Linked DNA regions of Mus musculus: all the other regions are linked to region 1. The links are chromatin contacts, called in public ChIA-PET, HiChIP or PLAC-seq and promoter capture Hi-C maps. All regions are on one chromosome and are shown on one strand. Each heading gives the region's core, a stretch centred on a gene start, on an enhancer-like site or on the middle of the called end of the contact. The rest is flanking DNA. Distances are from core to core; before and after follow the strand shown. Region 1 holds the start of Col16a1 (collagen, type XVI, alpha 1). Region 2 holds the start of Lck (lymphocyte protein tyrosine kinase). Region 3 holds the start of Ccdc28b (coiled coil domain containing 28B). Region 4 holds the start of Kpna6 (karyopherin (importin) alpha 6). Region 5 holds the start of Tmem39b (transmembrane protein 39b). Region 6 holds the start of Khdrbs1 (KH domain containing, RNA binding, signal transduction associated 1). Region 7 holds the start of Fabp3 (fatty acid binding protein 3, muscle and heart).

What was found. Promoter capture Hi-C pulls out the DNA fragments that hold promoters and counts their contacts. ChIA-PET counts read pairs in DNA pulled down with a chosen protein or histone mark. HiChIP or PLAC-seq counts read pairs in DNA pulled down with a chosen protein or histone mark.
Region 2: a contact with region 1 is called in an RNA polymerase II ChIA-PET map of memory CD8 T cells, with 28 read pairs. The contact joins the promoter of Lck here to the promoter of Col16a1 in region 1. A contact is called at or near these places in 1 of 39 promoter capture datasets (pre-B cells) and 1 of 115 datasets of contacts at active chromatin or transcription factors (memory CD8 T cells).
Region 3: a promoter capture Hi-C map of pre-B cells shows a contact between it and region 1, with 2.4 times the contacts expected there. The contact joins the promoter of Ccdc28b here to the promoter of Col16a1 in region 1. A contact is called at or near these places in 3 of 39 promoter capture datasets (hippocampal neurons, liver and pre-B cells).
Region 4: a contact with region 1 is called in an H3K4me3 HiChIP or PLAC-seq map of pro-B cells, with 2.6 times the contacts expected there. The contact joins the promoter of Kpna6 here to the promoter of Col16a1 in region 1. A contact is called at or near these places in 2 of 39 promoter capture datasets (cranial neural crest and pre-B cells), 1 of 15 datasets of contacts at CTCF or cohesin (large pre-B cells), 7 of 115 datasets of contacts at active chromatin or transcription factors (the NIH/3T3 cell line, bone marrow-derived macrophages, embryonic stem cells and 3 more) and 4 of 9 other capture datasets (adipose tissue, embryonic stem cells, liver and 1 more).
Region 5: a promoter capture Hi-C map of embryonic stem cells shows a contact between it and region 1, with 2.7 times the contacts expected there. The contact joins the promoter of Tmem39b here to the promoter of Col16a1 in region 1. A contact is called at or near these places in 14 of 39 promoter capture datasets (the 3T3-L1 cell line, 3T3-L1-derived adipocytes, the C10 cell line and 9 more), 3 of 115 datasets of contacts at active chromatin or transcription factors (embryonic fibroblasts, memory CD8 T cells and stem cell-derived neural progenitor cells) and 3 of 9 other capture datasets (embryonic stem cells, liver and macrophages).
Region 6: a promoter capture Hi-C map of embryonic stem cells shows a contact between it and region 1. The contact joins the promoter of Khdrbs1 here to the promoter of Col16a1 in region 1. A contact is called at or near these places in 6 of 39 promoter capture datasets (the 3T3-L1 cell line, cranial neural crest, embryonic stem cells and 2 more) and 5 of 115 datasets of contacts at active chromatin or transcription factors (astrocytes, effector CD8 T cells, embryonic limb bud and 2 more).
Region 7: a promoter capture Hi-C map of stem cell-derived epiblast-like cells shows a contact between it and region 1, with 2.9 times the contacts expected there. The contact joins the promoter of Fabp3 here to the promoter of Col16a1 in region 1. A contact is called at or near these places in 6 of 39 promoter capture datasets (cranial neural crest, embryonic stem cells, hematopoietic stem and progenitor cells and 3 more), 1 of 484 Hi-C or Micro-C datasets (nephron progenitors), 1 of 115 datasets of contacts at active chromatin or transcription factors (embryonic stem cells) and 2 of 9 other capture datasets (adipose tissue and embryonic stem cells).

The regions. Positions count from the first base shown.
Region 1 is chr4:130,045,850-130,050,242 of GRCm38.p6, forward strand. Col16a1 (collagen, type XVI, alpha 1) reads left to right here and starts at 1,991. Exons shown (of 70, transcript NM_028266.5): 1 at 1,991-2,234; 2 at 3,784-3,890. The coding sequence starts at 3,818. Gm12963 (a long non-coding RNA gene) reads right to left here and starts at 2,573. Exons shown (of 6, transcript XR_003955360.1): 1 at 2,559-2,573; 2 at 1,813-2,077.
Region 2 is chr4:129,571,666-129,576,058 of GRCm38.p6, forward strand. Lck (lymphocyte protein tyrosine kinase) reads right to left here and starts at 1,976. Exons shown (of 13, transcript NM_001162433.1): 1 at 1,850-1,976.
Region 3 is chr4:129,622,024-129,626,416 of GRCm38.p6, forward strand. It overlaps Ccdc28b (coiled coil domain containing 28B), which reads right to left and starts at 1,885. Exons shown (of 6, transcript NM_025455.2): 1 at 1,791-1,885; 2 at 577-764. The coding sequence starts at 740. Gm34305 (a long non-coding RNA gene) reads left to right here and starts at 763. Exons shown (of 4, transcript XR_376684.4): 1 at 763-1,179; 2 at 1,611-1,730; 3 at 1,866-4,058. It overlaps Txlna (taxilin alpha), which reads right to left. Exons shown (of 11, transcript NM_001199695.1): 11 at 4,054-4,393.
Region 4 is chr4:129,670,827-129,675,219 of GRCm38.p6, forward strand. It overlaps Kpna6 (karyopherin (importin) alpha 6), which reads right to left and starts at 1,941. Exons shown (of 14, transcript NM_008468.4): 1 at 1,851-1,941. The coding sequence starts at 1,854.
Region 5 is chr4:129,694,270-129,698,662 of GRCm38.p6, forward strand. Tmem39b (transmembrane protein 39b) reads right to left here and starts at 2,576. Exons shown (of 9, transcript NM_199305.2): 1 at 2,446-2,576. The coding sequence starts at 2,449.
Region 6 is chr4:129,739,834-129,744,226 of GRCm38.p6, forward strand. Khdrbs1 (KH domain containing, RNA binding, signal transduction associated 1) reads right to left here and starts at 2,470. Exons shown (of 9, transcript NM_011317.4): 1 at 1,946-2,470. The coding sequence starts at 2,327.
Region 7 is chr4:130,306,977-130,311,369 of GRCm38.p6, forward strand. Fabp3 (fatty acid binding protein 3, muscle and heart) reads left to right here and starts at 1,762. Exons shown (of 4, transcript NM_010174.2): 1 at 1,762-1,874. The coding sequence starts at 1,802. It overlaps Gm10570 (a long non-coding RNA gene), which reads right to left and starts at 729. Exons shown (of 4, transcript XR_868203.3): 1 at 647-729; 2 at 344-508.

The DNA.
Region 1 (4,393 bases), core at 741-3,240:
CTCCGTGAGGGGACCACAGTGGGGCGCCTCCATGGCGTAGCAGCGTGGTTAGGTTTCCGCTGACTCAGGGATGGAGGTGGGAAATCCCGGGCCTGTCATGGCTCCGCCTGGGTTAGATGGGGCCACAGGTCTACAGCTTTAACCACCCTACTCCGACCGGAAGCCATCCTTGGGATGGAGGGTCTTAAGTCGCTTCCTTTCTAACCCCAACATATACCCTACAGCCGCTTCGCTTCCTTTTCTGAGGTTCATCCAAACTCAACTGTTTTTGCCTCTTTAGACCCTGTATATAAAGAAAACCTCCCTGTCCCTTAATGCCCACCCCCACTCCCTACAGACCCTGTCCTCTGCTAAGGATCCCAATAATGAAAATCGCAGCAAATATCTCTCCTCTTACGTGCCAGAGCACGGCTAAGCATTCTCACAGATGTTAATGAGTTTCCTTTAACAAAGCTACACGGGCAGCTGCAGGCATCTCATCTCACAGATGTGCAAATGGAATTAGAGATAAAAAGTAGATTTGAACCAGGCCTGCTGGGCACCGACTACCCAGGAGGCTGAGGCTAGAGGGTTGAAAGATCTAGGCTTGGCTGGGTGTGCTGGTGTGCATCATTAGTCCCAGCGTTCTCTAAGCAAGGGGGAATCTCTGTGAGTTCAAGGCCAGCCTGGTCTGCAAAGGGAGTTCCAAGACAGCCAGGGCTACATAGTGAGAACCTATCTTAAAAATAGAAAGTTCTAGGTTTGCTTCTGTCCCAGACCAGCTCAAGGCCAGCCTGAGCAACAGAGCGGTTTGGGTTTTTCGTTTGGTTGTTTTTTTTGTTTGTTTATTTGTTTGTTTTTGAGACAGGGTTTCTCTGTGTAGCCCTGGCTGTCCTGGAACTCACTTTGTAGAGTAGGCTGTCCTCAACTCACAGAGATCCACCTGCTTCTGCCTCCTGAGTGATGAGATTAAAGGCAACAGGCTGCCACCACCAAGCATGTGTGTGTACACCTGCACAAATTTACACATCACACACACACACACACACACACACACACACACACACACATACCACTATACCACCAAGGGGGGGGAGCATTAGCCTAGAATATGCAAACTCTAGGCTCAATATCCAGTTAAAAAGAGAACAAAACCAAGTTTGAGGGCCATGGAGATGGCTTAGCAGGTAAATGTGCTGGCCACCAAGACTGACCACCTTAGCGGGATTCCCCCAGAACCCCTATTGTGAAAGGAGATAGCTAACTCCATCAATTGTTCTCTGGCGTCCACACATACAACATGGCATTTACAACTATGCCTGTGTACACGTTCCGCACATACACATACAAAATAAATTAATTTAAAAAAAAGTCTTCTTAAAGCAGGGAGCAGGGAGGGGGCAGGGGGTAGGGATCTGAGTCTTTCCAACCTTCTGGAGTCCAAGAGGACTCCCTGACCCTACTTCTGTAGAAATGGGGACAGAGCAGAAGGAGTTAATTTAGCACAGGGTTGGGGAGTGGTGCTCTATCCCCTCCTCCCAGTGCAAGCAGAGGTTCTACAGCCTAGGAATGCTAGGCCCAGGCACTGGAAAAAGCTGACCACCGAGGCTTGGTCAGCAGCCACGTCGCGGGTTCCACGACTATGGAGGAGGGGTCTCTAGTCTTCTCCAGCTTTCTGGGGTCTCAGCCAAGGAAATTAGGGGGGGCACTAAGGAGGTCCCGGGCGCGCCTAGCCTGGCCTCCCTCCCGCCAGCCAGCCAGCCGCAGGCGCCCCTTCCAGGGCAGCTCTGGGCACGCAGGGTCCCGCCTTGCTCCGCTCACCCGCAGGCTCACCTGGCTGGGGAAGCGGGACGGGCGGGCCCGGGCGCAGGGCCAGGCCAGGAGCGCGGCGGTGCAGGCCAATGGCCAGTGCCTCCGCAGCCGCCGAACCCTCGCGGTCTCCCTCCTCCTCCAGCCTGGCGGGCCGGCCCAGCTGTGTTCCATTAGCCTCTTGGCAGGCCCCCAGCCCCCTGGAACCGCCCTCTTCCCTCTCCAGGAGCGGCCGGCAGTTCCTGCAAGCAGGCGTGTGAGTGTGCGCGCACGCTGCGCTGCACTCAGTCTAGAGAACTCAGGACGTGGAAAAGCTGGGGTCAGCGCAGACTGGCAGGGAGAGATCGAGGATCCTCCTGTGGGCCGTGGACCCCTGGCCCTGCTTCCCATAGCTGGCAGCCTTAGGGCTGCCAGGATTGCTCAGTGAAGGGCTCCGCGGGCCGTTGGTAAGTGGGCCAGCACTGGGCTGCTTCTCCCTCTGAGCTGAAAGGGCATATTCTGCTACTGACTCGCTATGTGACCTGGGGCAAGTGGCTAGCCCTCTCTGAGGGCCTCAGTGCTCTTTTTCTGCCGTGGGGTGATCTGGAAACTCCATGCTGGTCCTGCTGTCTCTGCCTCCATCTGTGTCTGTGTTGAGGGGGGCGGGGTCTCCTTGGAAGCATCTCTCTAGCTCATCCCTACAAGCCCTTCACTCAATCTGAGGCCTGGGAGTAGGAGCCAGAGTGGTGAACATGTTGAGCCCATCTCTATGTTCACGCCTCCACATGCACCCACATGCTGCTCATAGTCGGCTACCTTTCCACTGGCTGTCAGGAAGGGAAGGTCAGGCTGGGGTTGGAGAGTGGGGGGGATGCACACCCCTAGGATGGGAGATGACTGAGGTGGGGGCACAGATCCATCCCAAGAGTCCAGCCTCATATATATATATATATATACACACACACACACACACACACACACACACACACACACACACACGCATGCGTGAAGGCATCCTTTATTCTGTATCCAGCAATAAGGGAGATAAGTAAGCATGGCACCGTACAAAATCTGACTTGCCTAAGAAAGTACCAACAGAAGAGCCTCCTGGAGGGTGCTCATAGTCTGGCTCTGGACAGGAGCATGTATGTAAACTGGGCTTATCAGTTCTCATGTCTCTTAGCTCGCTTGCCTGCAGCTAGGTTTGATTGCACAGTCCCGGCACCTATGTGCCTATAAGCCTATGTGTATTGTATTGATACACATGGCTTTGTGTGCTCATGATCTGCCTGTCCTAGAAGGGGCCAGATGATATATGACTCTGCTGGCCACTTGCTGAGCCTGCATTGATTTATCTGGGCCCATCCATCAGGGTTTAATAAAACAAAAAGACGAGCATCCATCAGCGGGAGAGGTTGGCAACGGGGTCCTGAGCCCTGGTGACCTGCTCTCCTGCCCCTGTACACACAAGGGGAAGCTTTCTTGGCTCATACACAGCCCTGTGATCTCTGCCAAGAGACTCAGTCCAGTCTTCAGCCCCTGACCTTGTAGGTGCCTGGCAGGGCTAACCTGGGCTCAGCTGAGCACAGCTCTCCAGGTACTGGGCCACTATGCACCAGTGCAGAACACAGCCCTGGGATTCGTGAAACATTTTTGATAAATTGCCTCTGCTCATGGCCCCTTGCTTTCTCTGCCTCTGTGATCTTTTAGAACCCTCTAGACCTCTCCTCAACCCAGCGGCAAGCTCATGACATAGCAGAAGCTGTCTGGGCCTTGCTTCTGTGCTTCAGCTAGGCTTGTGCTCGGGCTGGTGAGTGTCTAGGGCATACCGGTGGTTAAATATTTTCTTTATTACTACTGCCCAGATTCTCACCCCAGGCTTGTGTGGGGCCTCTAAGAGGAACTGACACCAAGCCCTTATCCCTGCAGTCCCTGGTACATGGGTCCCAAGAAGGCTGTCACTTACCCACACTTTTGGGCACTCTGAAGCCCACCCCCCATGTCTCTGGTTGTCAGGTGCCGAGGCTGCAGCTGATCTCTCTGGACCAGCATGTTGACATCCTGGGCTCCCGGCCTGTGGGTGCTCGGGCTCTGGGCCACCTTCAGCCATGGGACAAATATAGGTGAGCTGACACAGGCCTACATCTGACTCCCTGAGATGGTCTTTGCACATACGTGACCATGTATATCTCAGCCATTTGGCATTTATGGGCAAGTGTAGAGGCAGAGCTCAGGTTAGCTCAGGCGGTGTTTACGTACATGAGCCTGTGTGAGTGAGCTGGTGTGTGTGTGTGTGTGTGTGTGTGTGTGTGTCTTGTCTCTGTGTGTCTCTGGTTTTGCAACTTGAGAAGCTCAGTACATGCATCTGTATGTATTCCTGGATCTCTGGGCAGTGGGGAGGAAACAGGCTCCCTCTGAGGCGCATCTTTACATTTCTTGCTGTCTAGCGAGAGGGGAAAGAGCAGAGAACCACACTCTCCCTCCAAAAGGCAACACTTCCGGAAAGCTGCCCAGCCCCTCTGTTCCCTCTCATGGTCAGGACTCCATCCTCCAGGCATAGGCTCCTCCTTTGCACCAGCCTGGATCTCTGATGACTGCCCACCCCATGGCTCAGCCTCTGGACAGG
Region 2 (4,393 bases), core at 726-3,225, 470 kb before region 1:
TAGATCCCTTCTCTCAGATCAGAATCTGGCCTTTCCGAGAGTTTCACACCCGACCATATACAGGAAACAAGCTCATTTGCAAAACCATACCACCACAAGCGTGAGGGATTGGGTGGTTCACCATGGTGACAAAGCCCCGAATAGGTGTAATTTTTGGGTGTGAACCAACACTCTGCAGGGAGAGGAAGTACCTAGCTTCCCTTAAGCACCTACTGTGTGTCAATACTATCCAGGGCACATTATCATTATTATCCCTTTGATTTTGCCAGGCATTTTGGAAGCAAGAGCTTTGTTATTGTGTCTTTATAAACAGACTGAAATATGGGGCGGACAAACCACTCACTCAGACAGTGAATTCTTCCTGGGCCTTTCTCTGATGCTGAAAAGTGTGTGTGTGTGTGTGTGTGTGTGTGTGTGTGTGTGTGTGTGTTTACACTATACCACACCTGGGCTCTTGCACCTTTGACTTTATTCTGAGGTCTCTGCCTCTGTGGTCCCGGAGAGCAGCACAGGGGGTGGGGACCTTAGTTTTCTGTCCTAAGCACCTTCCAGAATGAGCCTTGTTCAGGAAGCTTCTAGATTCCCTTGAAGGAAACTTCTCCCTCGTCTGATCTCAACCCATTCTCTGACTTTGTCCTCTGGGCTCTTTTGAGAAGAGCCACCATCCTGAGCTCCAAGAACAAGCAACCCTGTTGGATTCCTCTCCCAGTCAGCACAGGGCCAGCCTAGAGGACTGCAGTTCAAGGACAGATGAAACACCGGAAGAGCCAGTGTGTTTCCTGCCCCTGTAAGGAGGCAAGGTCTTGGAAGAGGCCAGCATATGCTGACAAGATGGAAAATCTGTGACATAAACATCTACGGTGAGGCAAGGGAAACCTGGACAGTCAGTGGAGGAAGAGACCGTCCTCCAGAGTTTAGAGTTTGACTGAACGAATGGGTGGTGGCTGGTGACAAGATTCTGGGCCTCTATCCTTTAGGGTCTGAAGGAAGAATCATGAAGGCCGACATGAACACACAAATACAGCTGAGTTAAGACAGGATGGGGACAAGGGCAAAGGCAAGAACATCCTGTCCTGACACTTGGCAGGACAGGAGCGGTGACTTTCCAGAGGGAAGTTCAGAAGTTCTTGCCCTGCTCCAGCTATACCCAGTTCAGGATAAAAATAGTCTTTCCTCTTCCCTTCTCCCATCTCGTTCACTACCAACTTCCCCGGGGAACACACATCCATTCTGGATAAACGCCCTACACATATCTATCTGCTTCCTTACTGACTCCTCTGTGTTTCAGGATGCTGGTTGCTAAGGCTGCCGTCGATTCTCATATGTCCACCTGGATCCCATGGGTTACTCTTTCATCTGTTTCTGCCACTTGGGTCTGCCTTAGGGACCTGGGGACTGATTCCTGGGGCCCTGCCCTCAGGACGGTCCATCTCATCACCCTGTGTGCCACAGGCATAGAAGGAGCCCAGGTCAAGCCTACACCCCCACGCAAGGTCCTGCTTTGCCGCGGACCATCGTGAGGAGGTATGGGTTAAGACAGGGTCACAGCCACCTTTGGACCTCAGAAACCTCATCCTCTGAGCTCAAGGAACTGGACAGGTGGCTGCTGGTGGCCTTCTTAACACTTGACATCATGTGCTGGCTCTCCCAGGAGTGTGCTCCTCCTAAGGTGGGAAATGATGGACAGCAGATGGCAGAGGCAAGAGCCACCAGCTCAGACAACCTCCAGGAAGGCATTTCTGAAAGGTTTCTGTACACCTAAGGAGCCTAGGCCTCCACAGACGCAGTGTTCTGCTGTCTGGTTCCCACCATTGCCCCCTTCTACACTGTTGTTCCCAGTACCCCTTACCTGCCCAGCCTGGGAGCCTTCTGGCCTATTCACATGATGCTCCTAGCCTGGCTTGGCTGCCTGGACCCGGTGTCAGCTCCCCTCGCCGTCGTAGTCACCACCTGTCTCCTCGCGCCCACGTTCCACCCTGACTTCCTGTCTCCTGAGGGCTCTGCAGCCAACCCAGCCCCAGCAACCCAACCACAAGCCTCCAGCACCTCAGGCTTCCTGCTGCCATAGACCTAGACCCCCTCAGCCTCTTGGGTCCCATACATCTCTAGGCCAGCTTCTACTCATACTGAGGGAGGCACTTAGGGAGGAAGGCTGTGTGTGATGGCATAGGTCCATATTCCCAGCGTTCTGGAGGTGAAGACAGGAATGGCTACATACAGAGTTCCAGACCAGCCTAGACCCCTCAAGTCCAATCATCATCATCATCGTCGTCGTCGTCATCAACCAATGAGAGGATTTTTTTTTAACGCAGGGACTCACCGTGTTGCCCTGACTGTTATGGAATTTGCTATGTTGCCTTGAACTCACAGAGATTCACTTGCCTCTTCCTCCCCTTGAAGGTCACTAAACATGGTGGGGAAGGCTGTTTGATGGAGCACTCCTCCTACCCTCCAAGATACTCCTGGGTAAGAGAAGAGAGCCTTTGCCCCCGTGAGCAGAACACAGCAGCTACAGTTTAGCTCACAGGGAAGGAAATGGCGCTGCACTCAACTCCAGCCGTGCTATGTAAGAACTGGGTGGCCTTTAATTTAGCCGGACAGCCAAAGGCATCTCTTGTTCAGAGTTGAACCTGGACAGCATCTATCTCTGTTAGATAGTTGGTGACAAGGTTATATGTACTATAGTAAAAACAGCAGCCACATTCACTGGCAGAGCCGTATCCATGTCATCCTGTGCCTAAGGATCGACTGTTGACAGTCTGTTTCAGGAGGAAGACAAGAAAACCTCATGTCTTAAGGCCCTAGTGACAGGCTGGGGCATGGTGGCATAAGGCTTTAATCCCAGCATTCCGGAGGCAGAGGCTGGCAGATCTCTGCAAGTTTCAGGCCAGACTAACTTATGCAGTAAGTTCCAGGACAGCCAGAGCTACATAAAGAGACCCTGTTTCGATAGATAGATAGATAGATAGATAGATAGATAGATAGATAGATAGATAGATAGATGATAGGTAGATGGATAGATAGGTAGATACACACATACATACATACATACACACATACACACATACATACATACACACATACATACATACACACATATATGCATACAGAGATACATAGATACATAGATGATAGAGATAGATACATAGATACATAGATAGATACATAGATACATAGGTAGATAGATACATACAAACATAGATACATACAGAGATACATAGATAGATACATAGATGATAGAGACAGATAGAAGATAGATAGATAGATAGATAGATAGATCGATAGATAGATAGATAGTAGATATAGATAGATAGTAGATAGATAATAGATAGATAGATAGATAGATAGATAGATAGATAGATAGATAGATAGATAGAATAACAGGCAGGGGACAGGACAGCACAGCAGAATGGTAATTCAAGTAGAGGCAAGGCCACACCCCTAATGGAGCGCATAGCCATAACCACGAGTTGCCTCCGGTAGAGGACCGAGCAAGCATACTGCACAGGTATCTGTGGCGGGCAGAGACATTCTGACATCAGCAGGAGTTTAAGAACTCCACAACAAGCTGCCAGCAGGCAAAAATGAGGATTGTGTCCCTCACAGGCAGAGGGCCAGGCCACCAGTGATGTGAGGAACCCCAAATGGCCCCTATCAGGGCCAAGAATGGGTCCTGACCTCACTGGAAAGAAAGTGTAAATGTGTCACCTCTTGAGCTACGCTGAGTGAGCAGGCAGGGGGAGGGGAGCCCACAGAGCATTGTTGGGGTTTGTGAGGTAGGAGCTGAAGCTGTGTGCACCTCAGCTGCAGAGGGAAGGGGGAACAGGAAATGGCGGGGGGGGGGGGGGGGAGGAAGTCTGAGTTGGAAAGTCAGACAAAGAGAGAAACACAGAAACAAAGGCTGAGAGTCACACAGAAGGAAAAAAAAAAAAACAACCCAACCCTGAGAATGACAGAGCCGGCAGATGTGTCTCCAGACCTGATATACCGCCCTGCTGTCCTCACTTAGAAACCTTAGCATTTTACAGCTCACCTCAGCTTCAGCACCCGCCTGGGGGGCACGGTGCTGACAAGCAGTGCATGAATTCTAAAGTGTGTGTTCTAAAGTAATGCATATCTAGCTGCCCGTGGAGCAAGAATTAGCAACTAGCTGGGTTTTTTTCTTTTTTCTTTTTTTTTTTTCATTTATTTATTTATTTATTTATTTATTTATTTATTTATTTATTTATTTATTTATTTATTATATGTAAGTACACTGTAGCTGTCCTCAGACACTCCAGAAGAGGGAGTCAGATCTCGTTACGAGATGGTTGTGAGCCACCATGTGGTTGCTGGGATTTGAACTCCTGACCTTCGGAAGAGCAGTCGGGTGCTCTTACCCACTGAGCCATCT
Region 3 (4,393 bases), core at 635-3,134, 420 kb before region 1:
GGCTAACTTCAAACTCTCTATGTAGCCAATGATCTGTGAACTCCTGATCCTGCACCTCTGCCACCCAAGGGCTGGGATGATGGCCCTGCACTACCACTTGCAGCCAGACTTCCATTATTTAAAAAGAACTGAGCAGAGAACTTAAATGGGCGAGGGAGAAAGCACAGTGGGAGAGCACTTGCCCAGTATCAGTATCTTGAGGTCAATCTCCCAGCGTGGTGACCAAAATACAATGAATTTAAAAGGAAGGAATCGTCCTCCCTGGTGTTTATCCCTACACTCCTGGGGCCCTTCCATCAGTGTCTTGGTTCTCATGGCATTCTCAGTCTTGATTATCACCTCCCCTCATCAGTGTCTAGCAGCTTCCTCTCACAGTCACACTCACTCACTCCCTCCTCAGAGCTAGAGCCAGTGGTCTCTATGTACCTGAGGACACGTCGGGTCTACATCCCCAGTGAATGGGTAAGGCATTGGCTGCTGTTCAGCAGCGATGTCGATGTCTGCAGGTCCTCCTTACACAGTGCTCGGCTCACACCTGGGAGTCTCCAGTCTGGCCAAGAGCCCCTCCCTACTCACCTCTTGAACTTGGCTCGCTGCTTGGGTGATGGCAAATGAGGGAGTCCCAGAGCCAAGGAGCCACTGTGGCTGGTGGGCACAGGGACTCTGCGCAGTGTGCCTGGGGCCTGTGCTGGTTGGGTCAGGCAGGGCTTAGGACTCCGTTTCTTCTTTTTGTCTTCCATTGGGTGGTGTGTTGGACCTCAGGTCTGGGAAGGAAGGGGGCAAAATCATCCCTTCACTCAGCACCCTCTTTCGTCTGAGAGGAAGGGTCTTCAGATGTATCTTTGTCCATCAGTCAGGAGCTCTGTCCTCTTGTCTGTACAGGGTCATATGCCAGCCTGCTGCTGGACTGTAGCTATGCATCTGAAGGACCTCCCAAGGCCAGCAAAGCCCTTTTCTTCCTGACAGCCCCATCTGCCTGCTGGAGAGGGCTGGCCCAGACCAGGGTCATCTTGCTGTTTTCCTGTCACTACAGCCCAGAGCCTGGGGCTGTAGAGGAAGATGCTCAGGAGACAGGGTGGATGTGACTAGGGGAGCAAGCTGAGGATCAGGAGGCCATTTGCTAGGCAACGGTCTGTATATGGCAGCGGATACTGACTAACTGCATGAGGTGCAACCAAGGTAAGGCAGGGACACCTGGAAATACCCTGGTGTCAATCATATGGACCAGGAATAGCCGGCTCATCACTGGCCTCTCTTCCACTTCACTTCAACTACACATGCCAGGGCTGCCCAGAAGTTCCCAGGACAGCTTCTAGTCTCTTCTTTTTCTAGTTAGAAAGTCTTTAGGGGCTAGACCTCCAACAATGTAACTCTGACTTGATTAGCTTAGCTTGACTCCCCTACAGCCCCATCACCTAGGTATCTGGTCTGCTGAGGTCCTCTCCAGGGGAGGTCTCAGCTCCCTCACTTTACTTCCGAGAGGGCGATGGTCAAATCGGAACATTAAGCGTTTAAGCTGGCATGGAACAGCTGGGTGGCATCAGTGGGGCTCGGGGGTGGGGTGGGGGGTGGTGGTGGTGGGAGACAGAACTCTTTTTCTCTCCATGTAGCAGCAGTGTGACCCAGTAAGAGACCTGATGGAAGCGGCAGCCAGAGCGACTGTGATCCGCCTGAGATGTGCCTAAGGAAAGATTCAGTTCTCAATTCGGGCTTCAAAAAACAAGCATCAGGTGCGGCACCCCGCCCCCATCCTCCTCACTCCCTTCTCGCCCCCTTGGGGTTCTACTGACCTGGAAGTTTGGGGTCTGGAGTGTGAAACAGTGCTTCTTTGCAATCTCCCTTCACCCTGCTTTCTCTCTCCTCAGGGGAACTGGAGCTGGAGGGAGCTAAGCTGGCTGGAGATGATTTGCATTTAAAGAGAAAGTAGCCCTCTTTGGATTCCCTGGGAGCGGAGCCGGAGGAGAGTACTTCCGTCGATTTAACAGTTCCCCTTCCCTACCTCCCACAAGAACTAAAGGAGCACTGTTAGTTACGGGATATGGATTTAAAATCATTTCCTTTTCTTGTCACGTTTGGAGGGGATCCCTTACAAAATGGTGGTGGCTTTGTTTGCAGCAGGGGTGGTAGGGAAATGATGGGGCTAAATGAATGTGTGGGCAGAGGCAATATATAAGTATACGGGAAAATGAGGGGCGGACACCAGAAGGAACAAAGACAATCAGTACCCAGCACCCTGTTAAGCCTTTTATGTACATTCAATCCTGAGACATAACTGTTATCCCGATTTTACGGAAAATAATCAATTGTCACTCATTCCTGGGCACGGTCGCTGTCCTGTGACATCCAGATACTCCTAGCCTGTAAGCGCTGAAGAACTGACAGGGCCTCTCCCCACCTCCGAACCAGAGCAAATAGGATCCCAAGCAGGCTGGCAGGAGGTGGGGCGTGAGAGCTCCGGAAGGAGGCTGGCCCAGAACTGTTGGCGGTTGTGCTGCTGGAGGAGGGAGGTCCCACCAATGAGGCTATTTGAAGATCTGGCAGAGGAGTCTGGTTCAGATCTCCAGAACAGCATCCGATGCCACAGGAGAGGGTGTCAGGCTGCCCAGCAGGCTCAAATTAAAGCGACCTAGGCAACAAAGCATCCATCTTCCCTTTTCCTTTAGCAACAACAGTAGGTTTCCCTGGCTGTGGGCACCCAGAGGTGTTGCTTCTGGGATCTTTTCCAGGTGCTGTTAACATGCAAACTGCTCTAGGAAGCAACTCTAATCCAAGACTTCTAAACAACCAAGAACCGGAGGGAGGGGAGCACGCTGGAAGGTCCCTTTCCTCTCAGAATTGCTGCTGGAGCAGGGTGCCAGCTTCGTTCATCAAAGTGACAGTGGGCCCAGGAGCACCCGGGGTTGCCACCTTCAGCTGCTTCCCTGAGGAGCCAGAAGCTTTTGCGGAGCCACTTGCGCTTGCAAGCTCCTGATGCGGAGGCAGGAAAGGAATCCTCTCCACCCCTACTGGAGGACTTTTAGAATCAATTTGTCTACCGCTTCTGGCTAGAAGGAATCAAGGGACAGCCCCTATAAAGCTGAGCAGTTCCATCTTTTCTGCCCAACCAACCCAGAGACCTGGTGCTGGCTGAGGCCACCTACAGTGTCCCTTAGAGGAAACCAGCTGAATTAGGGAACTACTAAGGCCGCGCGCATGCGCATTTCCCCAGGAGGGCGAGAGCACAGACCCAGTAGCTTCCTACCCCTTACTCAGCTGTGTGAACACCTTCCTTCAATAGGTCCTCAAGGCCCTCTGGGTCTGCTCTGAACTCCTAAGGAACACCTAAACACAAACCTCATCTCTCCCCTCACCCTCCTGGGCACCTGTCTCACTAGTCTGCTTCTGCCTTTGGGTTAAAGGCATGTTCTCCCACACTAGGTTCAACTGAGTATTGGATGAGGTCATGACTTGTCTGTCCTTCTCAGGACTTCTGCTTTAAAGCTTTGTTTCCTCTCAGTAGCTACGTTTTTTTTTAAAAATTACATGTATTATATGAGCACCAGTGCATGAGTGGCGGTGGGTGTCAAGCTGTATATATGGAGAACAAAAGGCAACTTGAAGGAGCAGATCCTCTCTAGCATCTGGGGAGCCACCCCTCCTCCTCACGCCCTTTTTGAGACAGGGTCTCACTACAGCAAACTGGAACACTACATGTGCATCAGGCTGACCTCAGAGTGCTGGGAACAAGGGCACCCCACCTGGAGAGCCTCAGCCCCGCCCCTTGAGATAGGGTTTCTGCTCATATAAGCCTAGCTGATATTGCCCAAGGCAGCCTTGAACTCATAGCAACCATGCCTCAGCCTTTCCATGCTGGGATTGCAGCTGTACACACCTTATTGAAATGTCTAACATTTTTTACTTATGTCCTTTGATTTTTTTTTTTTCTATGCCAAGAGCAAACACAGCTAAAGAATCTGTCATGGTCCTCAACTTGTGGCCAGGAGGATGTGGGACGATGACCGGCCACTGCCACTCTGCAGATCCAGAAAGATCCAATAATTCGATTGGCTGAGATACAGGTAAGGCAACAGGACTATTTAATGTAAAATTCATCAATAGCAAGTCCCTGGCTGCTGCCAATTCCAACGCAAACTGGGAACGGGAAAGGGTACAAAAAAAAAAGCTGTCAGCACAACTTCAAACAAGTATGGGTGGCAAAGGAAAGCAGTCATGGGGACAGAGGCAGCCCTCCTACCCGAGGCTGGTCAAGGGCAGTCAGATGCCTGGTGGTCCACACATGCTACTAAGGTGGAGGGGGGCTGGAGCAGTTCTCTGCAGGCTGCAGCCCCTCTGTGGACACCTGGGCAGTTCCACTGGCCTCTGGGTTAGCGCTCTGGAGGACTAACATGATGGG
Region 4 (4,393 bases), core at 691-3,190, 380 kb before region 1:
CTGAAGAACTTTTTTGTTTGCTTGTTTTGGTTTTTTGACACAGGGTTTCTCTGTGTTGCCCTGGCTGTCCTGGAACTCACTCTGTAGACCAGGCTGGCCTCAAACTCAGAAATCCGCCTGCCTCTGCTCCCCAAGTGCTGGGATTAAAGGCGTGCGCCACCACCCATCTAATGCCTTAAATCTTAGAGGCTGCTGTGAAGTAAAATGTGAAAGAATGTCGTTCCTGGCTGACTCTCATCAGCTATGTTAGCTCCTTCAAGCCTGTTTCTCAATCTCTAAAAAAACGTCTCACAGACGATGCCTTTCCCTCTAGGGCTCCAGTTACCTCCCAGAATCAATCTATACTTTCCAGAGGATCTGGAAGTGTAGAGTGCTTTAGGGAAAAGAACCGCTCGCTGTATTCAGGGTGGGAAGAATGCTGTTACATTGTTTGCAGAGTTCTTGCTAGGTTACACATACTCCCTTCCTAGAGATGTGAAGGCTCAGAAATGGAGGAACGTAGGGCTTGTTGCAGTGTGTTAGACGCCTTCTCTATGCACAGTTTTGTTTGAAAACTGGATGAGAGGTGGGAAGTGGCAGGCCAGATCTGATTCTGAAATCACTGGCAGAGAAAGTCTTTTCTGTTTCCTCAGAATTAGAGATTATAGCAAACTTTAGAAATGCACTACTCTTTACAATAGGCGGAGGTCAGCAATTCACTCTAAACTTTTCCACTTTCATTCAGACTAAAGATTTCAAACTGGACCCATATCAAAACACAACTTCCCAACTTTACGCAGGGTTAAAACTGTCCCCCCTCTCTCTCATCCCACCACTAGAGGGCCAGCCCATAAAAGGCACCAGTTAATTCCTAGGGCTCTGGAGTGATCACCCTGGTTTAATCACCGCGTGACCTTGGATAAGTTACTTTACCACTCTAAGCCTCAGTTTCCCCATCTGCAAAACAGGAATAACAGCAGCACCTATCCCACTAGATTGCAATTAGGTTAAACAAGACACGTTAAGCACTGACAATAACGTCTGCACGTACAGATTGGCAAATTTAAAGTTTTTCACTTTACTGATGCCAACAAATTACCAATACTGGTTTCACTTCTGAATTCGAAGACCATCATCGTATTCTTTTGAGCAACGGCTTTCGTATCCGGAATGCTCTTTAAAAAAGATCAACAGGTCTCTCTTTTTCTCCTAACCAGAGTTGGCCCAGAAACAGTAAGTCCCTGACCTGTCTGTGCCAAGAAGTCTTGGCTTTGGTCTCTCTACCACTGCGAAGGCTGTCACTGAGTCTAGCCGAACCACCCCATTCCTGCGCCGACTGGGACATTTTCCTGGCCTTCAAAGGCCCAAGCTCTGCTGGACCCGGCCGGCCCTTGGTTACCGGGCCGGAGCTGGCCTGCCCTGGGTCTCCTCTCCAGAGGACTCTACCCTCTACGTAGGCAGCTAGGACTTCACTTGGTTCAGAAGCCCGGCGTCCAAAAGCCCGAGGAAGCAGGCTCTCCGCGGCCAGGCCTGCTGCTGGAGCCCGGAGCCCGGCCCCCGGATCCACGGCAGGCGCAGGGCGAGAGGGCAGGGCTCTGCTTACCCCGGGAAGCGCGAGCTCTGACCCGAGGCCACCACGTGGGGACAGCCCAGGACGCTAGCAGTGCGGAACAAGCCCCCAGGGCTGCTCCCCGTGCGGGCGGCCCTACGCCAGCCCTAAACTGGCCCGAGGGGCGCTCCCGATCTGCCTTCTCCTCCCATGCCTCTCTGGATGCTTCCGACATCTGCTTCGGACGAGAGACAGGCCCTCGCCAGACCCCGCTCCCCGACACCTCGGCCCGAACACCCATCTCCTGAGCCGCTTCACTCACCCATCGCGGCTCCGCTCGCTCGGACTTGGCGGCGGCCGCAGCGGTAGCTTCAGCGGTAGCCTCGGCAGACAATATGGCGGACCTGCAGGACGGCGGCCTGACGGGGACAAACGTTTTATACCGTGCTAAAACGCGTTCTTAACCCTCACGCCCCCTTCCCTCCAAGGGATATCAGGATAGGGGCGGGCTTAAAGAGAACGCAGCCACTAAAGATGGCAATTAGGGATGGAATAGACAGCCGAGGCTGGAGGGAGACTAGAAGGAATATGTACAAAACAAAGTGTGTCAAACTCTCTGCCTCTGCTTCTGTCTCCCAAGTGCTGGAATTAAAGGCGTGCGCCACCACCGCCCGGTTGCCACAAGCACTTTAAACCACTGGGCCATCTCTCTGGTCCTTGCTGTCTGTGGTTTTAAAGGCAGAAGGGGCAGAACGATTGGACCTGGAGATCCAATCTCTTTCTGTTTTTATTTCTTCTTTATGGCGAGACCTTCTTTCCCAAAAATTCTTCATAATTAAGCCTGTATAGACCCTGAACTAAATAATTATTTTGAGAGAGGAAGTGATTCGTTCAAGGCTCCGGAGATAAGGAAAAGGAGTGGAGATTAAGCTGGGGTTTGAATATTGTTTTTGTTCATTTGAGACAGGATCTTTACTATGTATCTCTGGCTGGCCTGGACCTTTATAAATCAGAAAGACTTCAAACTCACAGCGATCCACCTATCTGCCTCCCAAGTGCTGAGGTAAAAGGCTCCCAGACCAGTTGTTTGTTTACGGGAGGCAGGGTTTCAGATATCCTAGACTTGAACTCTAGATTCTCCTTCTTCCACCTCCCCTCTGCTGAGGTTACAGGTGTGCGCTATCACACTAGAGGGAGTTTGTTTCTCCAGCAAAAGGGTGTGGTGGGGTAGGGGCAGAGCCCAGTAACCTTTTAATGACAGGGTCAGTTCTATATTGCTGACTAGTATGACCACCACCTTCCAGTGTCTGACTTATAGCTATTGAATGAATAAATGAACAAATAAACAAGCAAACAAATAAATAACAGGTCAATGAGCTCCCTTTTTTAGTGATGAGGACCTTGAAGCACGTGCCTTTTGAATCAAGGAATTTGGGGCTGATGCTTATTAACCTCCTTATTTTGCATGATAGCATTCCAGTCTTCCACATCAACACACAGAGCCGGGGTTACGTCCAATCTTGCCAATTCTAACCAAATGCCTGGCCGATAAAGTGAAACAACTCAAAAGTCAAATTCTATGACTTGAGGAAAAGGAATACTGTTATCACAATAATCAACCTCCTTATCTCACTTATCTCCAAAATCGTTCTGCCCCATCTGTCTTTAAAACCAGAGACAGCGGGGCTGGTGAGATGGCTCAGGGGGTAAGAGCACTAACTACTCTTCAAGAGGTCCTGAGTTCAAATCCCAGCAACCACATGGTGGCTCACAACCATCCGTAGTAACATATGATGCTCTCTTCTGGTGTCTAAAGCTACAATGTACTTACATATAATAAATAAATTCTTAAAAAACAAACAAACCACAGAAAGGACCAGAGATGGCCCAATAGTTGAAAGTGCTTGTGGCAGCCGGGCAGAGCAGAGGCAGGCGGATTTCTGAGTTCAAGGCCAGCCTGGTCTACAGAGTGAGTTCCAGGACAGCCAGGGCTACACAGAGAAACCTTGTCTCGAAAAAACAAAACAAAAACAAAACCAACCCTCCCCCCAAGAAACAACAAAAAACAACAAAAAGAAAAAGAAGAAAAGAGAAAGTGCCTTGGAATCCCTGGTGTACAGAGATCTCCAACTTCTGAAATTGCATGCTATCTTTGCTCATGTGCTATTAACCAAATGTACTACACACACAAAATAAATAAGCAAACAAACTAGCATTTCTCATCAGAAATGAGATCTGGGGCTGGTGAGATGGCTCAGTGGGTAAGAGCACCCAACTGCTCTTCCAAAGGTCTGGAGTTCAAATCCTAGCAACCACATGGTGGCTCAAAACCATCTGTAACGAGATCTGACTCCCTCTTCTGGTGTGTCTGAAGACAGCTACACTGTACTTACATATAATAAATAAATAAATCTTTAAAAAAAAAGAAGTGAGATCTGATGCCCTCTTCTGGTGTGTCTGAAGACAGCTAAACTTACATATAATAACTTACATATAATAAATAACACAAGGCCCTGGATTTAGTCCTGAGCTCTGGAAAGGAAACAAATATGAAAAAGACCAATACAAAAATCAACAGAAAGGTAACTAAATACATTGTATCGCTCTTCTTGTAGCAATTTCCCACTGCCTGCTCTCAGGAATTTTCTTCACTTTCAAGGGTCAGAAGCTGGCTCCTGACACACTGGAGTTAAGCAACCCTTTGGTGCTTCACTCTCACTCGGGTGGCTTTCCTCCTCATGCCCGCCTAGTGACCCCAGCAACCATAACTGTCATCTCGGAAGCACCGAGAGTTCCAACACGGTCCCTATTGTGCTTTTTTTAAAGAAATAAAAATGTAAAAATTACCTTTTTGGGGCTGGCTCA
Region 5 (4,393 bases), core at 1,326-3,825, 350 kb before region 1:
TCGTCACCTCTTGTGTGACTTGTCCATGGTGCATGTGGAGTTGGACTCAGGTGTGCATAGTTCTACCTTGTCCTTGCTCCTGTCACTTCCAAACAATACCTCTCATTGGCCTGGGACTTGGCAGGTAGGTCAGGCTGGCTGGCTGGTGAGCCCCAGCAATCCTCGGGTCTCAGGCCTCACAGCACTGGGATTACAAGCTCAGGCCATCACACCTACCTTTTACATAGGGTCTGGGGACCAAACTCAGGTTCTCACGCTTGTGTGGCAAGCACATTCAGAACTAAGCTATCTTCCCAACACTTTTTATTTTCTTTTTAGTTTTATTTCTTTTATGTATAAGAGAAGACTGTCGGGGCTGGTGAGATGGCTCAGTGGGTAAGAGCACCCGACTGCTCTTCCGAAGGTCCAGAGTTCAAATCCCAGCAACCACATGGTGGCTCACAACCATCTGTAACGAGATCTGATGCCCTCTTCTGGTGTGTCTGAAGACAGCTACAGTGTACTTACATGTAATAAATAAATAAATCTTTAAAAAAAAAAAAAAAAAGAGAACACTGTCCCTGTCTTCAGACATACCACAAAAGAACATGAGATCCCACTACAGATGGTCATGAGCCACCATGTGGTTGCTGGGAACTGAACTCAGGACCTCTGGAAGAGCAGTCAGTGCTCTTAACCACTGAGCCATCTCTCCAGCCTCCCAACCCTTCTTTTTCATTTTTTGGTTTTTTTGAGACAGGGTTTCTCTGTGTAGCCCTGGCTCTCCTGGAACTCACTCTGTAGTCTTGGCTGGCCTTGAACTCAGAGATCTGCTTGCCTCTGGATGCCAAGTGCTGAGGCTAAAGATGTGAGCCACCACTGCCCAGTCAATGTCTTTTCCTTTGTGCTCTTTGCTTACCAAGGTTCTTTCTGAATTCAGAGCTCACTATTTCACTAACTGATTGGCCTCAGGGTTCCAGCTTTGCCTCCCCGGTACTGGGACTGATTACAGGTGGGTTATTGCACCTGCCAGGCTTCTACCTTTTTTTCCCACAATTCACTCTCTGAGATTATCTTTTGTTTTGTTTTGTTTTGTTTTGTTTTGTTTTAAGATAGGGATTCTCTGTGTAACCCTGGCTGTCCTGGAACTCACTCTGTAGACCAGGCTGGCCTCGAACTCAGAAATCTGCCTGCCTCTGCCTCCTGAGTGCTGGGATTAAAGAAGTGCGCCACCACGCCAGGCGTGAATTCACATTTTAAGCGACTAAGTAGCACAGAATAGCCTCAAACTCACAACCCACCTGCCTCAGTCTCCCAAATGCTAGGATGACAGGATGACAGGCATGTGCTACCAGACTGTTATTTTTACTGCCAGTTCCCTTAATCCGGTTCACTGGACCAGTTTGGTAAGATTTTCAGAGCCTGAGTCCTGAGCTGCTCAGCGCTGGTATTTGCTGGATTTTATCTGGATCTGAGTCTCCAGACGCTACAATCTGGTCAGGTTTGAGACAAGTTTTCCCTCCAGGGCCCTGAGATCTAACTCAATGACCCACGGCCTGGCCTTAACGTCAGAATGGCCTTAGAAAGAGCGCTGTGGTTGGGAATCTCAAACTTAAGATTTTACAAAACTATATTCCCTAAGCTTAGTAGTCTAGCCTAAGATCCTAGGCAGCATCCTGCACTTAGCTCCCAAACCCTTAATCGAAGTTATAACTTCCTCAACTTCCTCACAGCAACACAGTAGCCTCCATTCATACACACGGTGCCCAAGCTTTCCTATCTCTGAAGGTTTTCTGACAGCTCTTCACAATATGCATGTCCAGAAAGCTGACTTCAAGCCCCAAACCGGAAGCTTTGTTCACACGCTGTTATATTTGGTTTGGTTTAGAACCCCCCCCCCCAACACACACCCTCAGCCCAGGAACTCTGCCCACACCCACTATCTTTTAGAAGCTCGGCACCCACATAAAGCCCCTAGCCCAGAAACCCCGCCCACACACAACTGTCAACCCCAAGACCCCGCCCACAAGCCGGGCAATGCTCTCTAGGACTGGAAGCTTGAATCGGAATGGACTCCCTTGGTGGGCTAGGTGTCCCTGCGGCCCCACCGCTCTCAGTGTAAACCCCTATAGTCCAGAAAATTCTCTCCCCCACCGGCAATCACAAAAGGCGAACCCTAAGCTCTCAGCCCCTCCCACCAGAGTGCCCGGCCCCCATCTGCAGACAGGAGAATTGTGTGCCCCAAAGAAAGCCTGAGCCCCTCCGAGCCCCTCTCCCTTTTGGAAGCTCCGCCTACCAAGCGGTGACCCGCCCCCTCAGGACCGGAGGGGCGGGGTCCCGCCTGCGCCGCGTCCCTTCCCCTCCCCCTCCCCCTGCCCGCGACTCCGGTCCGCGTGGGGAGGCAGTTCGCAGCCAGGCTCCCCGCTATCCCGCGACCCCCGAACGAGCCCAGCCAGCTCTGCTCACCCATCTCCTTCCCCCGGCGCTCTCCGCTCACCGCCGCAGCTCCTGCGGGCAATATGTCGGAGGCGACGGCGGCCGAGAGAGGACTAACCGCCGCAGCCCGGGCCGGGTATCAGCCGCACGCTCCCTCCGGCTGCTCAATTTGCATGCTAGGCGGGCTGGGAGTCGGGAGCGCGCTTCTTAAAGGGGCCGTTTGGACAAAAGCTGTGCTAACGCTCTTTGTCTTGCCTTTCCCCACGCCTTTCCCGCAGCTGCTGCTCAAGAGATTCTGGAGCGGGCGAACCCACCTCCCGTGTTTCTTCACCCTGTTCTGACTTAGAGGAGGACACCAGAGCGGCCTTTTGCCTCTAGTGAAGTCCTGTTTTTGTACAACACAGTCACCTCATACTCAGCGAGTCCCAAACTGGGCTTTCAGAACTCTTAGGCTTTAGTGTGCTTTGGCCCACCCCAGTCAAAATCTACGAGTCACTTCCCCTTTCCTCCAAAACTCTATATCCAATTTTTGGCCTCATCTTGATGACCCTAAACTCTATCCATTTCTCATGTTTGATTCTCATGTTCTCCACTGTTGATTTCACTGCCACCACCTTAGCTAAGAACCTGTGCCTGCCATTTTCAAATTTCGAAATAGTGTTAATGGGTATTAATAATAACCGCCTATTAGGGTTCTTAACATTTTAGAATTTGGTGTGCCGGAGAGAGGGAGGGATGCGCAGAGCAGTGGACTTGGGAAGACAACTGGTAGTAGTACTGGTTCTTCTACCATGTAGCCTAACACGTAGGCTATCGGGCTTGGCTACAAGAACCTTTACTTGCTGAGATATCTCGCCAGCCCTTTGATTTTGGTTTTTAAGACAGAGCCTCTGGTAGCCTGGGCTGTCCTTGAATTTGCTATGGATTAGAGGATGTCCTTGAATTTCTGATCCTGCTTCATAGTGTCGGAATTATTACTCTCACTATGACAGATTTATTCAGGGATGGAAATCAAACCTAATGCAAGCACAAATTATCTTGTAGGCATGGAAGATTAAATGAGACAATCCATGTAGTACCTGTTTTAATCAGTGTTAGCCATCATGTTTGGCAAACACTTAACAGAGGAAGCAAGTAGCTACTGTTATTGTTAGTGTAATTTCTTCCCTTGCAAGACTAATAAGCAGTCTATGGGGGTGAGGGTAGGAGATTAAAATTAGGGCCTCATACAGGCTAGGCAAGTGTTCTATCATTCAGTTATATTCTCAGCCTCATAAGCAATCTTTATATTATTGTTAAGTTTTTTTTTAATTTTATGTGAGTACACTGTAGCTGTAAAGATGGTTGTGAGCCTTCAAGTGGTTGTTGGGAATTGAATTTTTAGGACCTGTGCTCGCACCAGTCAACCCCCCTCACTGGGGCCCAAAGATTTATTATTATATATAAGTACACTGTAGCTGACTTCAGACACACCAGGAGAGGGCGTCAGATCTCATTACAGGTGGTTGTGAGCCACATGTGGTTGCTAGGATTTGAACTCAAGACCTTCAGAAGAGCAGTAAGTGCTCTTACCCACTGAGCCATCAAGCCAGCCCTGCTGTTGTTTTGTTTGACAAGTTTTCACTGTGTAGCCCTGGCTGTCCTGAAACTCACTTTGTAAACTAGGCTGGCCTCGAAAGGAGAGACCCACCAGCCTCTAACTCCCAAGTGCTAGGATTAAATGCGAGCACCACGACCATGACACCGGCTCCTCACAAGCAATTTTAATTGTCTGGTGACTTCACAGGTTATCATAATGCTTGACACATATTAATCAAACAAATTAGAAGATATTTATAGATTTTACAGATTTTAAATTATAAGGGCAGACAGACATGAAAATTAGTAAATTCTGTAGTATATTAGCCCCTAGTAGTATATTAGAAGAGAAAGCAGGATGAAAGGAAAAACGGGAGTGTCCAGATGCAGGTTTAAATAG
Region 6 (4,393 bases), core at 1,220-3,719, 310 kb before region 1:
ACAAAATGAGTTCCAGGACAGCCAGGTCTATACAGAGAAACCCTGTCTCGAAAAAACAACAACAACAAAAAAAAACAAAGAAAACAGCCGGGCGTGGTGGTGCACGCCTTTAATCCCAGCACTTGGGAGGCAGAGGCAGGCGGATTTCTGAGTTCGAGGCCAGCCTGGTCTACAAAGTGAGTTCCAGGACAGCCAGGGCTATACAGAGAAACCAAAAAAAAAAAAAAAAAAAAAAAAAAACCACCAAAGAAAACAAAAACAGGATCCCCCAGTACTGAAGTTACAGGTGTCTGAAAGCCTTCTGATGTGGGTGCTGGGAACTGAACCCCTGTGGAAGAGCAGACAGTGCTCTTAAAGGCTGATTTGTCTCTCCATTAGATAGTGCTCTTTCACAATGAACTGTCCACGATATCGTTCTGGCCAGAGTGCAATGCTCTGTGTACTGGACGCTATCAGAGGAGATCTGGGGGCTCTGGAGCATTGCTCTCCAAAGGAGAGGGGGGAGAATTCTGAAGCTCTCAGGCAGTCTTTGATGAAATAACCTTTATTCCTTGTGGCTAGGGTCTAATATACATTTTGGGGTGGGGTGGGATCTAAAAGCAGATGCTTTCTATTGGCTTGGTCGGAGAAGTTAGGGATGCTACATCTGCATGTGGAGGGAGGGCCTTCAGGTGTTGGGGGGGGGGTTTAACACCCCGTGTGACTGACTCATGGGGTGTCTTGGTCAAGTGTTCCAGGTTCAGAGTAGGGTTTCTGAATCCGCTCAACCTTCCCAGTTTTTGTCTGGTGACAAGGTTCCATCAGCCCCTCAACAGTCCAACTATTCAACCAGTAGGACAGACTGTGGGTATTAGATGCTTAATAAAAATTAGATATCAGCCGGGCAGTGGTGGCGCACGCCTTTAATCCCAGCACTCGGGAGGCAGAGGCAGGCGAATTTCTGAGTTCGAGGCCAGCCTGGTCTACAAAGTGAGTTCCAAGACAGCCAGGGCTATACAGAAACCCTGTATCGAAAAACCAAAATCAAAAAAAAAAAAAAATTCGATATCATAAAAAATACTAAAACCATGTCTAACAACAGGCGGCGGTTTGAATAAGGAAAAATATCTAAGTCGCTCAAGTCCGGAGAAGAGAGCTCCATAGTCTACAATCAGAGAACAAAGACTACCATTCTTAAACTATCTCTACTCCAGCAAAAACTAAAACAAAAAGACCAATTTCTCGTTCATCTCACGCAAAAGAACCTGCCTGCCGCCCCTTACCTCCCTCTATCATTTCTTTCTACGGTCTCCTGGGCTATCACAACCCCCCCCCCACACACACACACACTTTTGCATAACTTCAGAAACACATTTCAAAATAAAACAGAGAAACCATCCGGGTCTGCAGCAATTCTTACTCGACAGGCCGAAATGGAAAGCTTGGCTTGAGAAAACCTCAAGCTCACGGATTCTCTCGTCGCCCCGACCTCTAATGAACTTAAACCCGAGTTCCCGCTAAATCCCGCCCCGCTCCGTAGATGCGCTGTGCGGGACCGGCATTCCGGCTATCTCTACCTTACACCCCAGGTCTCCATCACCCGCGATTCCCCCCCCCAAATGTTTCCTCTTTGGGAAAGCGGGGAGAAATAGGTTCATTTCTGTTAAGAGCCGGCCCTTGGCGCGCGGGGCAACTACTACGGGAGGAGAAGGGGGCGGGAGCACGGTACTATCCATCAAGCTCTCCGCGCTCTGAGATCGCGAGTCCTCTTCGGGCCTCGTCCGTGGCTCAGAAATCTTCCCTTACACCCTGAGCCCGGGTGGGACTGTGGGTGCAGAATCTCGAAGGCCAGGTCGAGATGACAACTCTCGATGCCCGGGCTCCGAGGGGGTGGGAGCAAGAACAAAGCGGCGGCCACCCACAGTCAGGACCGGGAGACCCAGAGGACCCGCCAAGAACCGCTTACCTACGGACAGCAGCTGCATGGCGTGAGTGAAGGACGGGTCGAGCGAGTCCTTCTCGGCCATGAGTTCAGGCAGGTACTTATTCTCCGGCTCCATCTTGACCGCGGCTGTGGCTGACGGGGGCAGCAGCGGGGTCGGCGCGGAACCCACCACCGTCGCGTCGGGACCAGGGGTGGAGGGAGGCAGCAGCGGCGGCGGCTGGGTGGCGGGCGAGGCCCGAGCGCCTCCTCTGGGCCCACCTCCCCCTCCCCGGGGCCGGTGAGGAAGCGGCGACGGCCGAGACGGGGTCAGACGCACCGAGGGGTGGGCACCTGACGGGTCCTTGGAGCAGCTGCGGCCCGAGGACCGGGTGAGGCGCGAGGCAGGATCGTCCCGGCGCTGCATCGGGGATGATGGGTGGCGAGCGAACGAGCGAGGAAGCGACGCGGCGGCAGCTGAGGCCCGAGCGGCGGTTGGCGGGGGTGGAAGAACAGGAGCGACAGCGACCGAAGCCGACCCGAGCGACCCAGCGAGAGAGCACCGGAAATGAGGCGGCGCGCGTGCGCAGGCGCCTACCGGCACCGCCCTTGAGTTTCTCCGCGGAGAACAAAGTCCCCAGTTGGACCACGGCGCCTGCGCCGACTGAAGACGTCGCCTCCCCGCTTGGGCTCCGAGCTTAGGGCGCCTGCGCGGGCGCCCGCCGCCTTCCTTCATTTCTTTTTCTTTTCCACGTGACCCGGCGCTAGCGGTACACGTGTCTCCCCTCCCCCTCCCCCGGGCGGAGTGCGCGGAGGGGGCGGGCGCCGTGGAATGTCTTTGTCTGCGCTCGGGCCCGCGGAGTGTGCGGCAGGAGACCTGTTATTCGTGCGCCACGCCTCCTTCAACGGCCGAGCCTGGGGAGGTCCCCGAGGGAGCGGTGCCCCGGAGTGGAATCGGGGGCCGCCCCTCCAACCGGGAAATGAAAAGAACGCTTCTGGAGAGAGGGGGACGCGAGGGTTAGAGCCAAGTGAAGCCGGAAGAGAGGGAAAGACTGCGCGAGCGAACGGGATGGGAAGATGGGGATGCGGGCGGGCGTGGTGGGAGGGAGGAGGCTGACCCAGAGATAAGTGATGAGTGTGCGAAAGGGAAGCCAGGAATGGGGAATGCTGTGTGTTGCAGAACTGAAACTCAGAAGGAGTCGAAGGGGTCAGTCAGAGACGCAAAGACCGGAAGAAAAGGGCTCCCTCCATACCCAAGTAGGGCATCCAGGAAGTCAGTCGGCAAGATTTCCATTAGAGCAGGTTCAAAACTAGTGAGAGAATTATTAAAAGATGCATTTGGGGTCGGGTCAACTGGTAATGCTGCTTATCACCTGTTTTTGGAGTCCCCGGCTTGTTGGCTTGTTCCCCACCCACTCATCCCCGGTAAATTCCAAATTTTCTCTCTCTCTCTCCTTCCAACCCCGCCTACTCAGAAAGCCTCAGAACACAAAAAGGCGCCAAAAAATCCAGTCCTGAATTCCTGACTGTACTAATCCTCATCTTTAGTCACCAGCCACCCAAGCCCCACCCTAGATGACCATACCTGGGCACAAGCCCAGCTTGTGGTAGACTTGTCATTTTCTTCGCCTACAATCTATCAAAAAAGTACCAGCCATACTCTGCCCCCGACCTCTGAGGCTGGTGGACTCACCCGGGAACCCATTTCCAAATAGATATGCCTTTTTAAAAAAAATTATTCTTGAATTAGCTTATTTCGTTGGGGGTGGAGGGGACTATTATCAACCTGAGTTCTAGCCCCAGGCCCAAAATAGGAGAGAACCAGCTCTCCCAAGTTTTCTGACCTCTACTTGCACATAGAGGCCTTCATGTCCAGCCATACTAAGGGGATGAGGTGGTTATGCATCCTAGCGCTGAGGAGGAAAAGCCACAGAATTACCTCATGTTTGAGACAAGTCTGGCCTACATACACAGCACAGCTACAGGCCACCTAGGACAGGCCACCCTGTCCCCCAAAAACAAACTAAGAAGCATCTTATATTAGGTCTCTGACAAACTGCAGTCCTAGCACCTGTTAGACTGAATTGTTTTGTTGCCACCTTCTGTTTATTCTGTAAAACGGTGACTCCAGGGCCAGTCCTTAGCCCATGTTGGCTGCCTAGTTCTCAGAGCTCCTAGTACTCCTGCTCTGAATGCTGGTCCTTCACAAGGGATCCCCCTGCACTCTTTCAAAAAGACAAATACTTTCATTTTTCCTTAACACGTGTTTTCACTGCAGAGTCAGTGACTCACTCTCTAACCCAGAGTGGCTTTGAACTCAAAACAACTCAGTCTTAATCTTCAGAATACTGGAATAACAAGACATAAATCACCATGAGACAGATAGTACTGCTGTAAGGACCAGGGCACAGTCTCTAAGATCTCTTCATCCTAGGGTACTGTATGCAGATGGAACCCAAATTAAATCCCATTAAAAGTCTGAGGCTGGGCTGG
Region 7 (4,393 bases), core at 512-3,011, 260 kb after region 1:
CAACTAGACTCTCCAAAGGAATCAAGACAGGGGTGAGAGGACTTTTCCTCACTGGCCTCCTTCCCAGAACAGCCCATGGGTGGGAGAAAGGAACTTCCACGGGGACAGAGGCCCAGGAAGGAGGCCTCACCACACTGCAGGTATACTGGTCAGGCTCCAGAGCTCTGGTAACCGTTCCGGAATGACTACCCTGCACAACCTTCTAGAGGCCAAAGTTCTGTGCTTACCACTCCGTCCCGTGTAGAGAGCTCAGAAATTCATTTATGTCCCTCTTCCTCTGAATCCCCAAGTCAGGACAGGTCCCTCCTAGAGTCACTCCCAGAGGGAGTACTTTAGCCTGTACCTTGATCCATGTGGACTTCTCCAAAGCAGGGCCCGCACAAACCAGGAGCTTACTTTGAGAGAGTATCTTGCCTTGGCTCAGACTGGCCCCCAACTCAGGAATCTCTTGCCTCCAGGTGCAGGTGCCGTATTAACTGTTGGCTCAAGCCAGAGCAGCGGCACACAGCTGTAACCCAGGAGACAGAGGCAGGAGAATCTTTAGTTCAAGGTCAACCCCTGCTACACATTGAGATGCTGACTTGGTAATAATTAAACAGAAACTGCTGAACTAAGGAATAGGCTCCACTGAGGTTCCCTTACTCACCTGTAAAAAGGGGATGATACCACCTACCAACGAAAAAGTTGAGTGTGACCATGCCCTGAAGTAGGCTACAACCATCAATAGTCGGGTCTTATTTAATAACGTACTTTAAGGTGACAAGCAGTCTAGTGGCAGAAGTCAGGGGAAAAAACTGACTTCAGCAGAGGGTCGCGGCTTTCCGGGAGTTAAGGTGGCCGAGGCCGGAAGAACCCTCTGAATAGACAAATTGTCTTCGCGGAGTGAAGAACGACCCTGGCACAAGCTCAGAGGTCAGTAAATAAAGCCTGAAGCGCTTTCAGGCAGCGGCGACGGGTGGGACTGCGGAGAAAGGCGCAGGCGGGAGACATTCCGCAGGGAGGGGCTAGCACGTGTGGGGCTAGCATGAGGGAAGCAAGGTCACGTTCTCCGCCAGCAGGTGAGGCGCTGGGCAGCTCAGCCATCCGCGGTGTCCAAGGCAACTCTTTTCCACTTGTCTGGTAGGAGCAAGAGGGCTCAAAGGCCACTAGACCATGCTCTCTGTCCAGGCTCCAATTCTTTTTTACTTACGGCGACCGCGTCATTCCTCTCCGAGCCTCTGAGCCTCTTCTACAAGAAGAGGACATAGGACCGTTGAGATGGGTTTTTGGGTAAAGGCCCTTGCTGTCAAGCCTTGACAACCCCAGTTTGATACGTGGGACCCACACGGTGGAAGCAGAGAAGGGACTCCCGCGAGTTACAACGAACGCCCCAGTCTCCCACCCCTTCCCCATAAGTACGCCTACACGAGCATACACAATATAAGAATAAAACCACAGCGAATTAAAAAACAAGGCGGCAGAAGGATCAAGCGGCGTTTCTCCAGCGTGGCACCAGCTCAAGGGCGAGTTTCCTTTCAGTATGGCCGGGGGATGCTCTACTTGGGTTGCGGGAAGCGCCCCGCAGCCAGGCCAGGGATGGGTTAGATGGCACCAACAGGACCGCGGGCGCCGCTGACGTAGGCGACGGGAGGGCTGTGGGGGATGGGCCCCAGCCCTTTGCGGGAGTGCAAGCCCCGGCTTCCTATTTCGGGAGCGAGGGGTGTGGGCCACTTTCATCATGTGATGCGAGGGCTATTTAAAGAGGCTGTCCAGCCGGGAGCTGCGGTTCTCAGTGCCTGCTCGCCTCCTCACTCATCGCACCATGGCGGACGCCTTTGTCGGTACCTGGAAGCTAGTGGACAGCAAGAATTTTGATGACTACATGAAGTCACTCGGTGAGCGAACGAACGGCGCAGGATCTAGGGTCAGGAGGGCCGGCAAGGCGGTCTTGGCGCTGAGCTCCCAGGGGGAGTGCCCCCATGTGCCTCCCGCAAGCTCCTAGCCAGTCCAGACAGGGAATACTGAGGTGCGGAGGGTGGCCTGGGCTGAAGCCACTCCACTCCACCCCACCCCACCCCGGCCTCCTGGGAGGGGGGTGTCGCGGTCCAAGCTTGGCGAGCCTCGTAGCTGGAGGGGAAGGGTAGAGGCAGCTGTGGCCGCAGAGGTCCGGGATGGGAGGCTTTCTAGGAAGCAGTGTAGGTGATCCGGAGGTGGAAAGGGGAGGGAAAGAAGGGCGGGAGGCTGGCCGCAGGAGAAGGCAAAGAGGAGCATGGTGGTCCAGAAATTGAATTCCGAAAGGGAATAGAGCAGATAGGAGTGTACAGAGCCTGGAGGAAGACTAAAGAAAATCAGTGAATTCCATCTGGGAAGAGGTGAAGATACAGCCAGGCAGTCAGCAACAAGCCCTACCCCTCCATGTTGGGGTAGTGAAGAGGCCTCTCTCTGGAAGATGCCCTGGTTCTCACCAGCCTGACCTTCACCTACAGTGTGTGCAGCCACCCCTGGGATCAGTCGGAGACGCTGCTGCTAGAGCAGGGCAAGACGACCACTACACATAGGCTTCCCGGCCGCACCAGTCGGCCACCGGATCAGTGCTGGGGATAGGGTGAAGAAAGCCTGGGATCGAGCAGAGGGTGTCAGAAGAAAGGTGAAGAGCTATGAAGGGAGAGTGTGGCTTGGGGCTGGGGAAATTGTGTGGTGTGGGCGGTGACACAACGCCTTTAACCAGCACTCTGGGAAGCAGAGGCAGGTGAATCTCCCGAGTTCTAGGCCTGGTCTATACAGAGAGAATTCCAGGACAGCCAGGACTACACAGAGAAACCATGTCTTGAAAAAAAAAAGAAAGGAAGAGTCCCATGATTTACTTAATAGGAAGACAGCTTGGGACACATGAGCTCATCGCCTCATAGGAAAGCCCAGGATTTCTTTTTGAAGACTGAACTAGAGCCTTGTGCATGCCCCCTACTGCTGAGTTATACTCCCCACTCACACACACACACACACACACCCTCTTTTTACTCTGTGTAACAGGTTCTCACTAACTTCCCCAGGTTGGCTTTGATCTTGTAACCTGCCATCTCGGCCTTCCAAATAGTTGAGAACCCAGAACTACCTAGAGTTCTTCCCATTTCAACAGTGGGGAATGTCACATGAACCACTTATCCAAGACGGCCCCAGCCCTTCCTTTCTTGCCTTGAGCTTAGATAAAGACCTCTACCTGCGGAGTCCCTGGCTATATCATCCTGGTCTAGGAGGCTGGGGCAGGGAAAACAGGACTGTGTCATGCCTGAGCTAGCTTCCACTCCGTCTTCCCCGGGAAGGAGGGCTGGAATCGGACATGTTGAGGGATGTGTGTAGTTGCCTCTCACCTACTTCCAGCTCTTCTCTGAAACAGGCCCACAAAGCAATTTGTCCTTTTGGTTTGGGGAATGGAACCCAAGGCCCTTTGCCCGTGCTAAGCAAGCACTGCGACTGCTGAACCACATCTCCAGACAGGGCTCCCACCGGCACCTACCCTACCCTGAGGCTCTCCAGGAAGGCAGCTGGTCTTGTCTTTTAAGACAGGGTTTTACTGTGTATCCCTGGCTCTCCTGGAACTCCCTAAGGAGACCAGGTCCTGTTGTCTCTGCCTCTCCCGCACTGGGGTTAGAGGTATGAGCCCACACCCAGCTAGTTGGCTGTCAAGTTAGGGAGTACTAGATTACCTGGGCTTAGTTCTGTTTCACTGAGCTGCCGCTGCCTTCCTAGACTTCTTTTTGCCTCAGGGCATGTTGTCTTCAGGCCATTGTTCTGTGGGTGCTGAACCCAGCTTTAGTCAGGGGACTGAAATTCTATTTAGCCTAAAAATATCGACAGGCTGAAGGCCAGTAAAGTCTAGATGCACCCCAGCTTCCAGCAGTAACTGGCTTCACTGGCACCCTACACCTACCTGTAGGTGGGTCCTGGGAAAACAGCTTGGTTCACTGCTGAAGCCCAACTCACACAGATACCAGTAGGCAAAGCCAAGCCTCTCACTTCTTGCTGTGTAGCCAAAGCTCCTGACTTATCCTATAGAACCAAAGGTTCTTAGGACAAAGCAGCCCAGCCTAGTTTAAGTGACTTCAAGCACAGATGGTGGCTTGAAGGGTAGAGTATGTTATTCCAAGAATGATATAGTGAGACTAAAAGAGAGTTTGGGAATCTATGTCACTAAACTCGGATTATTTATTTACTTAGCCTTTTTGAGACAGGGTTTCACTATAGCCCATACTCTGGAGCTACGCAGCCCAAGCTGGCCTTGAATTCTCGGCATTTCCCCTGCTCCAGTCCCCTGCCTCTTGAGTGAGATTCTAGGGGAGTCACCATGCTTGGCCCGTTTGACTTTGGCTAAGACAGCACCGTGTCTCAGCCTCGTTTGTAAATGGAAACTATAAAG